4 separate regions of the Mus musculus genome follow, and regions 1, 2 and 4 are each linked to region 3. The links are chromatin contacts, called in public promoter capture Hi-C maps. All regions are on one chromosome and are shown on one strand. The core of a region is the stretch at or near the end of the contact, and the rest is flanking DNA. Distances in the headings are between cores, read along the strand shown. Region 1 holds the start of Zbtb9 (zinc finger and BTB domain containing 9). Region 2 holds the start of Ggnbp1 (gametogenetin binding protein 1). Region 3 holds the start of Zfp523 (zinc finger protein 523). Region 4 holds the start of Pdia2 (protein disulfide isomerase associated 2).

The links. Promoter capture Hi-C pulls out the DNA fragments that hold promoters and counts their contacts.
Region 1: a contact with region 3 is called in a promoter capture Hi-C map of pre-B cells, with 2.3 times the contacts expected there. The contact joins the promoter of Zbtb9 here to the promoter of Zfp523 in region 3. A contact is called at or near these places in 2 of 39 promoter capture datasets (liver and pre-B cells) and 1 of 115 datasets of contacts at active chromatin or transcription factors (astrocytes).
Region 2: a promoter capture Hi-C map of liver shows a contact between it and region 3, with 3 times the contacts expected there. The contact joins the promoter of Ggnbp1 here to the promoter of Zfp523 in region 3. A contact is called at or near these places in 3 of 39 promoter capture datasets (embryonic stem cells, liver and pre-B cells) and 2 of 115 datasets of contacts at active chromatin or transcription factors (embryonic stem cells and pancreatic cancer cells).
Region 4: a contact with region 3 is called in a promoter capture Hi-C map of hippocampal neurons, with 2.7 times the contacts expected there. The contact joins the promoter of Pdia2 here to the promoter of Zfp523 in region 3. A contact is called at or near these places in 2 of 39 promoter capture datasets (hippocampal neurons and liver).

What each region holds. Positions count from the first base shown.
Region 1 is chr17:26,971,575-26,974,696 of GRCm38.p6, reverse strand. Zbtb9 (zinc finger and BTB domain containing 9) reads right to left here and starts at 1,518. Exons shown (of 2, transcript NM_001005916.2): 1 at 1,383-1,518; 2 at 1-1,141. The coding sequence starts at 1,074. It overlaps Syngap1 (synaptic Ras GTPase activating protein 1 homolog (rat)), which reads right to left. Exons shown (of 19, transcript NM_001281491.2): 19 at 2,263-3,122.
Region 2 is chr17:27,027,590-27,030,542 of GRCm38.p6, reverse strand. Ggnbp1 (gametogenetin binding protein 1) reads right to left here and starts at 1,284. Exons shown (of 6, transcript NM_027544.2): 1 at 597-1,284. The coding sequence starts at 1,084. Bak1 (BCL2-antagonist/killer 1) reads left to right here and starts at 1,916. Exons shown (of 6, transcript NM_007523.3): 1 at 1,916-2,132.
Region 3 is chr17:28,175,845-28,178,985 of GRCm38.p6, reverse strand. Zfp523 (zinc finger protein 523) reads right to left here and starts at 1,790. Exons shown (of 14, transcript NM_001357995.1): 1 at 1,461-1,790.
Region 4 is chr17:26,197,657-26,200,444 of GRCm38.p6, reverse strand. It overlaps Pdia2 (protein disulfide isomerase associated 2), which reads left to right and starts at 1,358. Exons shown (of 11, transcript NM_001081070.1): 1 at 1,358-1,619; 2 at 2,185-2,391; 3 at 2,480-2,613; 4 at 2,691-2,788. The coding sequence starts at 1,412. Arhgdig (Rho GDP dissociation inhibitor (GDI) gamma) reads left to right here. Exons shown (of 6, transcript NM_008113.3): 2 at 75-254; 3 at 347-430; 4 at 617-693; 5 at 769-832; 6 at 916-1,262. The coding sequence ends at 1,115.

The sequences.
Region 1 (3,122 bases), core at 269-2,768, 1.2 Mb after region 3:
CTTCACAGGCCCATGCATAGCCTGCCCTGTTCCTCCAGGTCCTCCATCCCCTGACAGGATTTCATTCCCATGAAGATCCACTGGTTTCCACGATGGATCTCCTGCCCCAGACGATTCCCCTCCTCCTGAGGACAGCAAGTATCTCAGCTCCTCCTTCTCCTCAGAGTCCTCTCCAGATAGTACTTTGGTCTTTTCCTTTGTGCCTCTTGCTATCTCCTCCTTACACTCAACGTTTTCCTGATTCACATATAAGATTTGGGAAGCTTGTACAGGAGGGGCAGGAGGATCTACTGTTGAGCTCTCATCCTCTGAAGGCTTGCTGGGAAGAGCAGGTGTAGGCAATGGGTGGGATCCACAAGCTTGGGAAACCCCTCCCGACACTCTCTCCGGCTGAGGAGTCTGAAAGAGTGGAGCTGCTGACCCCTGCTCCTCTTCCTCCTCTACTTTCACCTGAATCTGTAACATTCCTTCTAGTTCACTCCCCTCCCCTCCAGCGGGGCTCTCAGGGAGAACAGAATTCTCTGTAGAAGCAGAGGAGCGTACTGGGTTCTGGAAAGGGGAAGAGCGAATGCACCAGCCTCCTGAAGATGTTGTGGAAATAAGTGTGAGGCTGGAGGCTCTTCCACCGGCTGAAATCCCACCAGACGTTTCTAGTTCTCGAAGAATCTCTGAGCACCGATCTACCACTTGCCACATCTGAAGGCCGCTGGCTACAAGGAGATGGGCAGGGAGGGCATCCAGCGGCAGGTGGAGGCTTCCTGAATAAATGAGCTGAAGCAGTCCCTCGAACGCATCGGCCTCGATGACATTCGGTAAAGTCAGTCGGGGCGCATCCCCCAAAAGCAGCTTGTCATGGAAGTAAGGAGAGGCAGCAGCCAACACTGCTTTGTGAGCCCTAAGTTCCCTGCCCTGAACCAGGAGGGACACATCACAGAACTTTCCCTCCAGCCTGTGGCGGTTCAGGGATTCCAGCAGCGAAGAGCTATGATGAGGGAACTCAATGTGGATTGTCTGTGGGGCTGGGTTGCATCTCGGAGATGAGGATGCGGGAGGCAAAGGAGTCGAAGCATCCATGGCTACCTCGGGAAGAGAAATAAATCCCGGGGAGTCGGGCAGTGCAGGGTTCTATACGGGGTGAAGGCTGCGGAGGAAAGAGACTGGGGTCACACAAGTTCGGGGTATGAGACCTGTCTCAAGCCGCTCGCCACCGACCCTTGAAAACTCTTCGGTGACAAGCTTCTGTATATTAGTTCCGCCCACCAGGAAACCCAACAAAACACCAGGGTTTACACCTCCAGGCCCAGCGGAAGCTAAGGAGGGAAGGGATGGCGCCCCACCTCGCCGGCTCCGGTCGCCCTCCGCCACCGCTCGCCCCTCCTCACCGTGCTCGCTCCGGCCGGCTCAGTGAGCTCCGGCCCCGCGACGTCCCACCGACACGCCCCCACCGCACGCGCGACCGCGTCGGAGCACCTCAACCGCCAGTGCGCCTGGCCGGCCGGAAGCTACCGCAGTTCCGCCGGACGCCAATGCGGCCAGGCACGGAGGGCGGGACCAGTTCTGCAGCCAATGGGAGAGCGGCAGCCTACAAGCCGTCTCCTCATTGGCTGTGCGGACGGAGGGCCGGGGCTTGGGGAGGGCGGCGGAAGTGGAAGGCGGTTCCCTCAGTTCTGGAGTAGCAGTGAGGGGAGCCACGGGCTCCGCAGTAAGGCTTGCTTCCCTCGTCCCGCCGCGCGAGGTAGGTGCTGCTGCCCTCCGCGTGCACGCGGGACAACCGGGTCTGAAGTCTGGAGCGCACGCTTGCTGAGGACCTGGGTCCTTTCCTCCATTTCGCAGAGGAGCGTCCTCACAATTAAGCCCTAAGTCAAGAGGGTCTTGCACAGACCCTGCACTTGGAGTCTTTGGGGCGCTAAAGCGAGTCCAGTGCTGCGGCGGAGAGAGAGCGGGAGTGTGAGTTTCACCAGGAAGACCCTGCGGTATATATTGTTCTCCTGACTGGGTGGTATAGTGTGTAATGTAAGAGGACTGTTCTTTCCAAAAGTAGTCCCTGTCACCCTTCAGGTCGTTCTGGAGACCCCGGGCTAAAAAGTCGGCCCAACGCCGGGGGAGGCAGCACTTAGTCCCAGCACTTTGGAGGCAGGGGCAGGCAGATCTCTTGAGTTCAATCAAGGCCACCCTGGTCTACAGAGTTCCAGGCCAGCCAGAGCCACACAAGGAGACTCTCTGTCTTGAAAATCCAAAAATAAATAAAAGTCAGCCCAGTGATAAAAGAACAATCTCCGTTTATTAAACATGATTTTTCTGTTTCACCACACACTCCAGAAAAGAAAAGAAAAAAAAAAAAAGGAAATGGGCCTGGGAGTGGGAGAAAAGGGGGGGCAGTGGTGGGGGACCAAGAGTCTGGGAGCAGGGGCAGGAAGGAGAACGAGTAAACAAACAGCAAAAAAAAAAAAAAAAAAAAAGAGTAAGAAGATCTTCTCCCTACTCTTAAGGTGGTGGGTGGGGAGGGAAGTGAGGGGTGGGGCTAGGGAGCCAGGAAGCTCTGTACAGAGGGGTCGCCTCCCAGCCCCCCTCCCCAATTATGTACAGTACAAACCCCAGATAATTACAACAGCCAAAGAGGAGGGAGGAGGTTCAAGGGTAAGGCCTGATGGGGAAAGCAGAGGAAAGGGCATGGGATAAAATTTCACATATTTACAACTTTTATATAAGTATAAATTTGGCCCCGGCTGGGTGGGTGTATGTAGAGGGTTAGACCGAAGGAGAGCTGTCCATACAAAAGAAAGATCGAGTCTGGAGTCTGGGAAGAATTCTCAATACCAAACGCAAGGAGTGAAGAGACAAGGCTGGGTAGGGGGCAGCAGTCAGAGAAGAGGGGGTACCCGGGAGGGGTTTCTCCCCTTCCATGGCCTACCCACCCCAAACCCCATCCATCCTACCTCCCCTATACCGCCAGAGAGCTATGTACAGAAAAACACCGAAAAAGCATGGAGCTGGCGGGAGGGAGGGAGACTGGGTGAGGGTGAGGGTGAGAGGGAAGCCCAGCCCTGTCCTACCTCCCCCAGGGGACAGAGTCATGTAAGGGGGCCCCCAAACACCCATCCTCCAACACAGGTCCCCCCATC
Region 2 (2,953 bases), core at 35-2,534, 1.1 Mb after region 3:
GGACATAGGATGTGGGGAGCTAGGCACCTTCCAGACAGGGAACTGCTGCTAAGACCAGTGGGAGAGAAAGCCAGGCAGGAAAGTAGGGGTACAGGCTGGAGCAGAGCCTACTTCAGCGTACTTCTGTCCAGACTCTAGTGCACCCTTCCTAGCCTCTAGGATATTTTCTTTGGTTGTTCTTTGTTTTTTCAAGACAAGATACCCCTCGGTGTGGCCCTAGCTGTAGACCAGGCTGGCCTCAAATGCAGAGATCTGCCTGCCTCTGCCTCCTGAGTGCTGGGATGAAAGATGTGTGCCACCAATGTGTTTTGTTGTGCTGGGGACTAAACCCAGGCCTGGACCGTGCTAGGCAGGCGGTACTCCACTCTGAAGCCACACCTCAGTTCCCAGCCACTCCTCACACAGCCCTGTTTGCTGACCCTCCCTCCCTTGGGACCCTTAACTGTCCCTCATGGCTTTCACTATTCAGGACCCCTTACCCCAGCCCATTACAGCTGTGGGCTTCTAGTCATGGCCCTCATGCCTGCATCCTCCTTCTGTTCTAGCTAGATCAGGCTACCCCACCAGCCCTAGCACCAGCAGCACCAGCCCCTCACCTGTCTGAGGCCCCGGAGACCTCCCCTACTGGCTCCTCCTCCTCTCCTTTCTTCTCAGGTAGCTGCTCCAGAACCTCCCAGGTTCCTCTGAGAGGAACTGATGTTACCTCAACACCCTGGGCCCTTAGCTTCGGGACATCCTTGGAGGTGAGGGTCTGGGACCCTGAGTCCCCAGTGCCCAGCTCAAAGGCATCATGCCTCGGGTTGGAGGGAGCTGCAGAGAGAACCCTGGGCGGGGGCTCCCTCTTCCCATTAGAGGAAGCTGCAGAGTGGACCTTGGCCCGGGGCTCCTTCCTCCCACGACCTCCCTGGTGGCCCATCATTGGGGAGACAACATCTTGCTCCCATGAGGAGCTGGGCTGGCTCCTGGTCAGGGGCTTGTTAGTGCTCTTAGAACCGCCCTTACTCCCCACCAGGTTTCGGAGAAAGCGCAGCATGGAGGAGCAGCCTAAGATCCGTGACCGAGGGGTCCGCGCCGGGGCTGCCATCCTGAGTGGGACCCCGACTCAGGGAGAAGCCATGGCAGCCAGCCCAGGACCAACTGCTAGCAGAAACCTCCAGTTGGAAACTTCCAGAAGTTCTAGAAGGCAAAGAGGAGGTGGGGGTGGGGGGAGGCTATAACTGGAGGCTGGTGGGGGGGGGTCTACTGGAAGGAAAGCGGGTAGAGGGGTAGAGGGAGCTAGCCAGGGTCCAGCTCAGCAGGTCTCAGAGGAAGGCTGGAGATTGAGGGATGGTGAGACATAACACAACAGCACCCACAGGCTGTGGAAGCCTGGCTGAAGGCAGATAGGGCGGCCGGGGGGGGGGGGGAGGAGGGTGCACACGCTGAGAACAGGACATCATATGCTCCTGTCTATCCATAAACTCCTGTTTACTCTGGGTTTGAGATCAGTCCCTGCAGCTGCCAGGCTGCAGGGATCTAGGACAGCACAAATTCTGAGCTGCCCCTCCTCCTCCTCTTCTTCCTCCCCTTCCCCCTCCTCCTCCTCTCTTTTAGGGTGTTAGTAGCACAGGCTGGCCTCTATTTCATGATCCTCCTGCTTCAGCCTCTTGAACGCTGGGACTGCAGGTCAGCTCATCCTGGTTTTTGTTGTTGTCTGTGGTTTGCTTTTCACTAGAGGGAGAAGATGGAAGAGGAGGCCCGGGAATCAGAGACAGGAAAGGCAGAAAACAGAACGCTTTTCCCCTTGGCTGGGACAGGGCAGGCAGGGGAGGCTGTAGCTGCTTCCAAGCCCGGCCGAGGACCTTCCCCTAAGCAGCAGCCTCCCTGAGCGCCTGCATCCGGCGGCCACCGAGAACTTCCTCTAGAGGGAGCTGGTCATTGCCGGGAGCTGGGACCTCCTCTATGGTCACAAAGTCGCGAGGTTTCCTGGGCCAAGAGGCAACCCGAGGCGGCATCCAGCACCATGAATCCACTGATACCAGTTCCTGCCAGTCAGGCCTGAAACCTTGGCCCCTGGAAGCAGCCAGCAAGCCCTTCGGGGTCTTCGTCTTTGCACGGCTGAGCCATCCCACATCTGGAGCAGAGTCATTCAGGTACACGGGCAGCCAGTGCCAAATCCCACCGTCCTAATCCTGGGCAATTCTGGCCCAGGGTGGGGCAGAAACCTCCATCGGCAACCCGGTGAGGAGGGAGGCCTTGATGTGGCTTCCCTGGGAGGTTCTGAAAGGGAAGCTGCAGGCATGGTTCACACAGGGCCTCTGGCTATACATCAGAAGCGCCCCTTCCTGCCCGGTTCTGGTGGCCCTGGACTTTTATGTGGAAGGAGGGGAGGGTCAAGGTCATGAACAGAGACAGAAATTATACGGTTGATACTCCCTGCTGTACCAGGACACGGACAGTCCTCCCCCAGAATGATTCTAGGTACAGCCTAGTGGTCGGTTGTGAGGAACATGCATCCTGGGCCCAGCCAGTGGACATAATGGGAAGTCAAGGCGACTTGGATGGGGGCCAGGTGGGCCAGGGCAGCACTGGCTGTGGAGGGCTTTTCTGAGACTCTTCCTGCTCTCTAACAGTAAGCCTCCAGGGTGGTGTTATTATTACTATTATTATTTTGAGAGAGAGAGATGTGGATGAAGTCAGCGTCCCCTGGCCCTGCTGGCCTGGGATTACAAGGTACCAGGAAGAGCACCCTATCCCGGAAGGAGCCGTTGGGTAGACTATGCCCAGCAGAGGGTTGTCTTGATGAGGCCTGGCTCTCAGGGATGGCAAGAGGAGGGTCTGTCTGCTCACCCTGTCTCCATCAATGAAGAGGGAGGTGAAGGGGAGCCGGCCCTCCCCCACCCCTTTTCAAAGAGTGCTTCCTGCAGTGATGGAGGTGGCCCACATAGGGGTGGGAACTCTTGAAAGGGTGCAA
Region 3 (3,141 bases), core at 541-3,040:
GATTCCTTTATTTAAAGCAACTCTCAGGAAAAGGCAGGGAGGGAGTGGTGACAGAAAGAGCTAATAGGTCTGGCCTGTGAGAGGTCTAGTTAATCTATATAAATAAAGTTTGCCATACAGTAGTTTCTGGGGCAGGGGGATCATTACTAAGGGGCTGTGAAAAAGGTCCAAGTGAGAGGTAAGGCACTCATCAGAGATGGGGACAGGGATTCCAAGATGGCAGCAGTAGTGACTGGCGTGGGCCATATGCTTGGTGTCTGTGGCATCTCCAGCACCCAGTAGTTAGACCTTCACTAAAAACAACTGTTCTACCATAAAGGTAAAGGTTTCCTGTGAGGCAGAAGGGTCCTGAATGTTCTGCACCTGTTACCTCAGGCTTTAAATGCTTTGCCAAAAGTTCCCCAGCTGAAGGGCCAAGCTCATGATGTCAACTCAGTGGGAAGCTCTGTGCTGCACGGCTTTACAAACTGATAGAGTCCAATTGAGGGGGCAGAGTGTAGACAATCACAGGAATGAAGAAATACTGTTCGGTAAAGCCAGTAGACCCAGGTTGGGAGTGGGGGTGGGAGGGTGAGGTTACAAGGACTACATTTCTGAGGCAGCGTAGAAAAAAGTTCGCTATTTTTGTCTTGACTAAGAATTGCAGAATTTTAATAGAAAGAAACATTGGGGAATCACCAAACTCAATCTCATCACAGTTCTGATCAGAAACTCAAGTCCACCGTAAGGAAAGGACCTCCACCAAGGTTTCCAAAGCTCAACATGATAGAATTTGAACTTGAACCACACACTCAATCTAGAATCCTTTCCTGCCTCAAATGATACTTCATTTCCATTTACTCTTGATCACCACAACGGTGGCATGGCAGTGGGCATAAGTTATGTATGTGCTGATTGACACTGGAGGCTGGGGGCGGGGGGGGGGGTTAAAGAGGGATGTCAGGAGGGTGAGATGATCATGGTGTTACGGGGCGAAGATCACGAGTTATGTGGATGAGTGGGTGGGAAACAGCCCGAGTCTGGTTTGCAGAAGCCAGGAGAGGACTAAGGGGTGCCCACAGAGGGTAGTCTAGGGGGTCACTAGGGACTACGGGCCTCTTGGAAGCCATGTAATGATTGTATCAGCACTGAGACTGGAGGGTCCAGAAGCAGGGCTGGGGTTAGCACTCAATGAATTGGGGGTCGCCTTGTGAGGTCTGGGGGTCAGGAGTGTGTGTATGGGGTCAAGGAGGAGGAGGAGGGCGGGGTTTGGGAGTCCTGGGGGAGGAGTCTCAGGGCGGGATGGAGGGGCAGGGACCCTGGGTGGGGGTGGGGCCAGGCCGCCGTCCAGGGAGGCCCAGCCGCCAGGCCAGGGACCGAGGAGGGTGGGCACGACGGGCTCCGGACCTTCCCGGGGCCCCGCGTTCGCCCAGCCTCCCGCCTCGGGGCACGGTGGACCCACTCTTCCCGCGGCCACCAACCTGACAGCCCCCGAGGGCGACTCCGCCGACAGACCACCATGCACCGGGCCCTGCCACCAGCGCCGGCCCCGCAACCCGCCTGCGCCATAGCCCGCCCGCGCGCGGCTTGCCTCGCGCGATATCCAGGTTCCAGGGCGGCCGCACTTCCCTCTCGCTCCCGGCGCGGCCTCCGCCGGGCCCCGGAACCCGGATGACCAGCGCGGGGCCACGCTCCAGCCCGCCCCCCTCCGCCGCGGCGGCCGGCCTGCTTATCCCGGTTCCCGGGCCCCGGAGCCCAGGCCGCCGAGTCTCCTCAGGCGAGCCTCGGAGCTCCGCCTCGCTCTTCTCTCCGCTGGCCGCCGGGTGACGCGGCCTCGCCAGCCCGGGCGCCCGGGGAGGGCGTGATGACGTCACGACGCCGGGTGGAAGCCGCGGTCGCCATAGCAACGGGGGAAAAAATCGAGCGGCGGTGGGCTGCTCGGGAGGAAGCCATTGCAGGTATCTCTAGGTGGTTCCTGCAGAGGACGGTGACCAGACGCCTGGAGGGGATGGGACTCCGAGGGACAGTCCTCCCAGCGCCCTGTGCAACGGCGCCCCAAGGGATGGCGTCCCGACAGTCATCTCTGCTGGATGGTCCTCCCCCTGGGACTTCACCCTAAGGGACGCTTCTCTCCCGCTCTGTCAGAAGGTGAACTGGGGCTCAGCACCCTGAGGGACTTAGGGACGGTCCTCCCTGTGGACAGTCTCCGTGAGAGATGGTCCTTCTGCATGGACTGCACCCCGAGGGACAATCCTTCCTGCACTTTGTGGGAAGATGCCCGAGGGGTGGGGGTGGGGGGACAGCATTATGAAGGATGGAGCCCTGACAGTCCTTCCTGCGGGACAATTCTCCCTGCAGTACTGGCTTTTCCCATATGCCCTGGGGAACGTGAGTGTTTATGAGGGATGGTGCACCCATCCTGTCCCCTGAGGAAGGGCCCTGACGTTCCCCTCTGCTCGACTCATCTTCCTGAGGGATGATTCTCTCTGAAGGAAGGTTCCCTGACAACACTTGCTTCCTTCTACTGCCTTCCCTGAGAAATGACACTCTGATGGTCGACCCCTGAGGGACAACGCCCCGAGAGTCTTCTCAGGTTCTTGGGCGTTCATTCATTCCTCCATCAGCTCCCCAAAACCAACAGGTCCCCTTGATAGGGTAGCAGTGTGAGGAACAAAACCAAGTGCCCCCTTTCTTCTCTGTTTTTCCATAGTTTTGTCCTTTTTTTGGACTCAAACTGTGGATCCCAAGGTGGCCTTGAACTTGTGATCCTCCTGCCTCATCTTTACACCTGACACCTAACTTTAAAAGTTCTTTTTATTATCTCTCTTCCAAGCAGGGAGGAATTGTGGTTCAGGATATTTTCAGAAATTGAGAGAAAATAAGCTTCCAATTAAAAATAAGAAGATGAAGGGGGAGGAGCCTTGGCACGGGCATGTTAACCCCGAGGTCCCAGTGTGGTACTGGAATTTCCACCTGGTGCCCTAGTATATACCCAGTTAGAGCCAGCTCTGCCATCCTAGCACGACACACATGGGATCTTTCCAGGGTTTTATAGCACGGATTATTGGTTAGAAATACAGCAAGAAAGCCAGACACGGTGGTGTACAACTGTAATCCCCTGCACTGGGGAGGTGAAACCAGGAGGGTCAAGAGTTCACCATC
Region 4 (2,788 bases), core at 109-2,608, 2.0 Mb after region 3:
GTCCCAGCGCAGCACTTGAATGTTGGTTGGGGTCAGCAGGTGGCAGGTGCTTATATTACCTTCCCTACTCGCAGTCCTCTTGGCTGACAAGGATGGGGAGTCAACTCCATCAGATGAGGTGCTGGACGAAATTGTACCAGAGTACCAGGCCCCTGGGAAGAAGAGCATGCTGGCAATCTGGCAACTGGACCCCGGGGACGTGAGCTTGGTCAAGTACAAGCAGGCGCTGCTGGGACCCCTGCCACCCATTATGGGTATGGCCTGGGACCTGGATGTGGAGGGCTGCAAACAGGGGGAGGGGACGGTAGGGACAACAGAGCACCCCGTGGATGCTGTTTCTCCTCAGACCCCAGCCTGCCCAACGTGCAGGTGACTAGGCTGACACTGCTGACGGAGCAGGCTCCAGGGCCTATCATCATGGACCTTACAGGTAACCCCCTCTGCAGACCACAACCCATCTTTGGATGAAGACAATCCTCGGACCCTGTGCCGAATCCTAGCTCTTTGGGTGCATTGCCACAGACTTCATGGGCACCACCAGTCCCCACATAGATGTTGCTGGGGCAGGGTCCTGTACATCCTGGGGATTTAAGTGTTCCTGTCAATTCCCTAACAGGAGACCTAGATGCACTGAAAAACCAGGTGTTTGTCCTGAAGGAGGGCATTGAATACAAGGTGAAGATCACCTTCAAGGTGAGGGTAACTGCAGTAGAGGCCAGCCATGTCCCAGCCTTCCAGAGAAGGCCTTTAACCTTCTCCTTTCCTCAGGTCAACAAGGAGATTGTCAGTGGCCTCAAATGTCTGCATCACACCTATCGTCGGGGACTGCGTGGTGAGGCAGTGTGGAGGTCACCCCGAGTCTGGGGAGGTGGGCGGAGGTGGGTGGCTGGCTCGTGATGACCTTCCTCCCCACAGTGGACAAGGCCATCTTCATGGTGGGAAGCTACGGCCCCAGAGCCCAGGAGTATGAATTTGTGACTTCAGTGGAGGAAGCACCAAGAGGAGCATTGGCACGTGGCCTCTACGTGGTCAGGTCCCTCTTCACTGATGACGACAGGCTGAACCACCTGTCCTGGGAGTGGCACCTCCATGTCTGCCAGGACTGGAAGGACTGAACCCCACTTGGGGTCTGTATTCCCAATTTCTTGTCAGTTGCAGAGACCTGCAAGCATTCCCTAGACCTCCCAGTTGGTGACCAGATGTCCCCCACTCTCTGCTGTGTCCCCCCTGCCTGGTGCCTATTAAATGTTACCTTGTCTTGCTGCCTGTGTGCTGCTTCTTTCTGCCTATCTCCGCCCCTGAGGGGCCTTTCAGACTTTATCTTCCCTGAGACCCAGCCAGGTGCCACGTGGCTGTTGCTGCTTGGTCCCCAATCTCTTTATCTGCTCCAGCCTTCAGGGCCCAGCGCGCCATGGACAAGCAGCTTCTGCCAGTGTTGCTGCTCCTGCTGGGTGTCTCAGGCTCATGGGGACAGGGAGAAGAGCCTGGGGGTCCTTCAGAGGTGCTCCCTGAGGAGCCCACTGGGGAAGAAGTCCCCAAGGAGGATGGTATCTTGGTCTTGAACCACCGAACCCTGAGCCTGGCACTGCAGGAGCATTCAGCCCTGATGGTGGAGTTTTGTAAGTGCTTGGGCCAGTGGGCTGAAAACCGTGGTGGTAGCCTAGGGGTTCAGGCCTCTACTTCCTAGACTTGGCCTTTCTTGTGGGCACCCTGCTTCTGAGAGGGTCCCAGAGAGGATGCCTGGACCGAAGGTTGTGATGTTGAGATGGGCTTGGTGGTGGTCCAGTCTGATTGGGAAGGAGGGGTGTCGGTGTAGTGGGTACCCTGAGGACACATGAACACTCAAATCCCCCATGCTCTGTCAGCCATGGCCACATACTGATGTTACTATCTTTGGGGCCTCTATTCCAAACAGCTGGTCACTGGTCTTTCTGTAGTTTCTTAAAATCTTTAAAAAATGTCAAAGCATTCTTCACTGGTAGGCTTCAGAAATTAGCTACATGTGACCCTGGGAGAGAGGAAACAGGATTCTTGTCTTTGTCTGGGATCTGGCACCCATGTGTAACTGTGATCAGTATCTGGGGTGGGCCTGAGGGAGGGGTGAACAGAGCATGTTCCCTGTTGGACCTGGGTTGCAGCTGGCAACCTGCAGAGGACTGGTGTGCTCACAGCCTCATCCCTCAGATGCCCCATGGTGTGGTCACTGCAAAGAACTAGCTCCCGAGTACAGCAAGGCGGCTGCCCTGCTGGCGGCTGAGTCAGCTGTGGTCACCTTGGCCAAGGTGGATGGCCCTGCGGAACCGGAGCTGACCAAGGAGTTTGAAGTGGTAGGGTACCCTACACTCAAGTTCTTCCAGAATGGAAACCGCACAAACCCAGAAGAGTACGCAGGTACGAGGTGGGCAAGTACACAGGTGTGGAGTAGGTGTGGCCTAGGGATGGGGCAGAAGTCCAGTCTCAAAAGGAGATTCCTCTGCAGGGCCCAAGACTGCTGAGGGCATTGCTGAGTGGCTGAGGCGGCGAGTGGGGCCCAGTGCCACACATCTGGAGGATGAGGAAGGTGTCCAGGCACTGATGGCCAAATGGGATATGGTGGTCATTGGCTTCTTTCAGGTATAATAGCAGGGGTAGACAGGCGGTGGGAACAGTGCTGGTAGGCATCCATGTTTCTCATGGGGCTTGCCCTGTAGGATCTACAGGGAAAGGATATGGCAACTTTCCTGGCCTTGGCCAAGGATGCCCTGGACATGACCTTTGGCTTCACTGACCAGCCACAACTTTTTGAGAA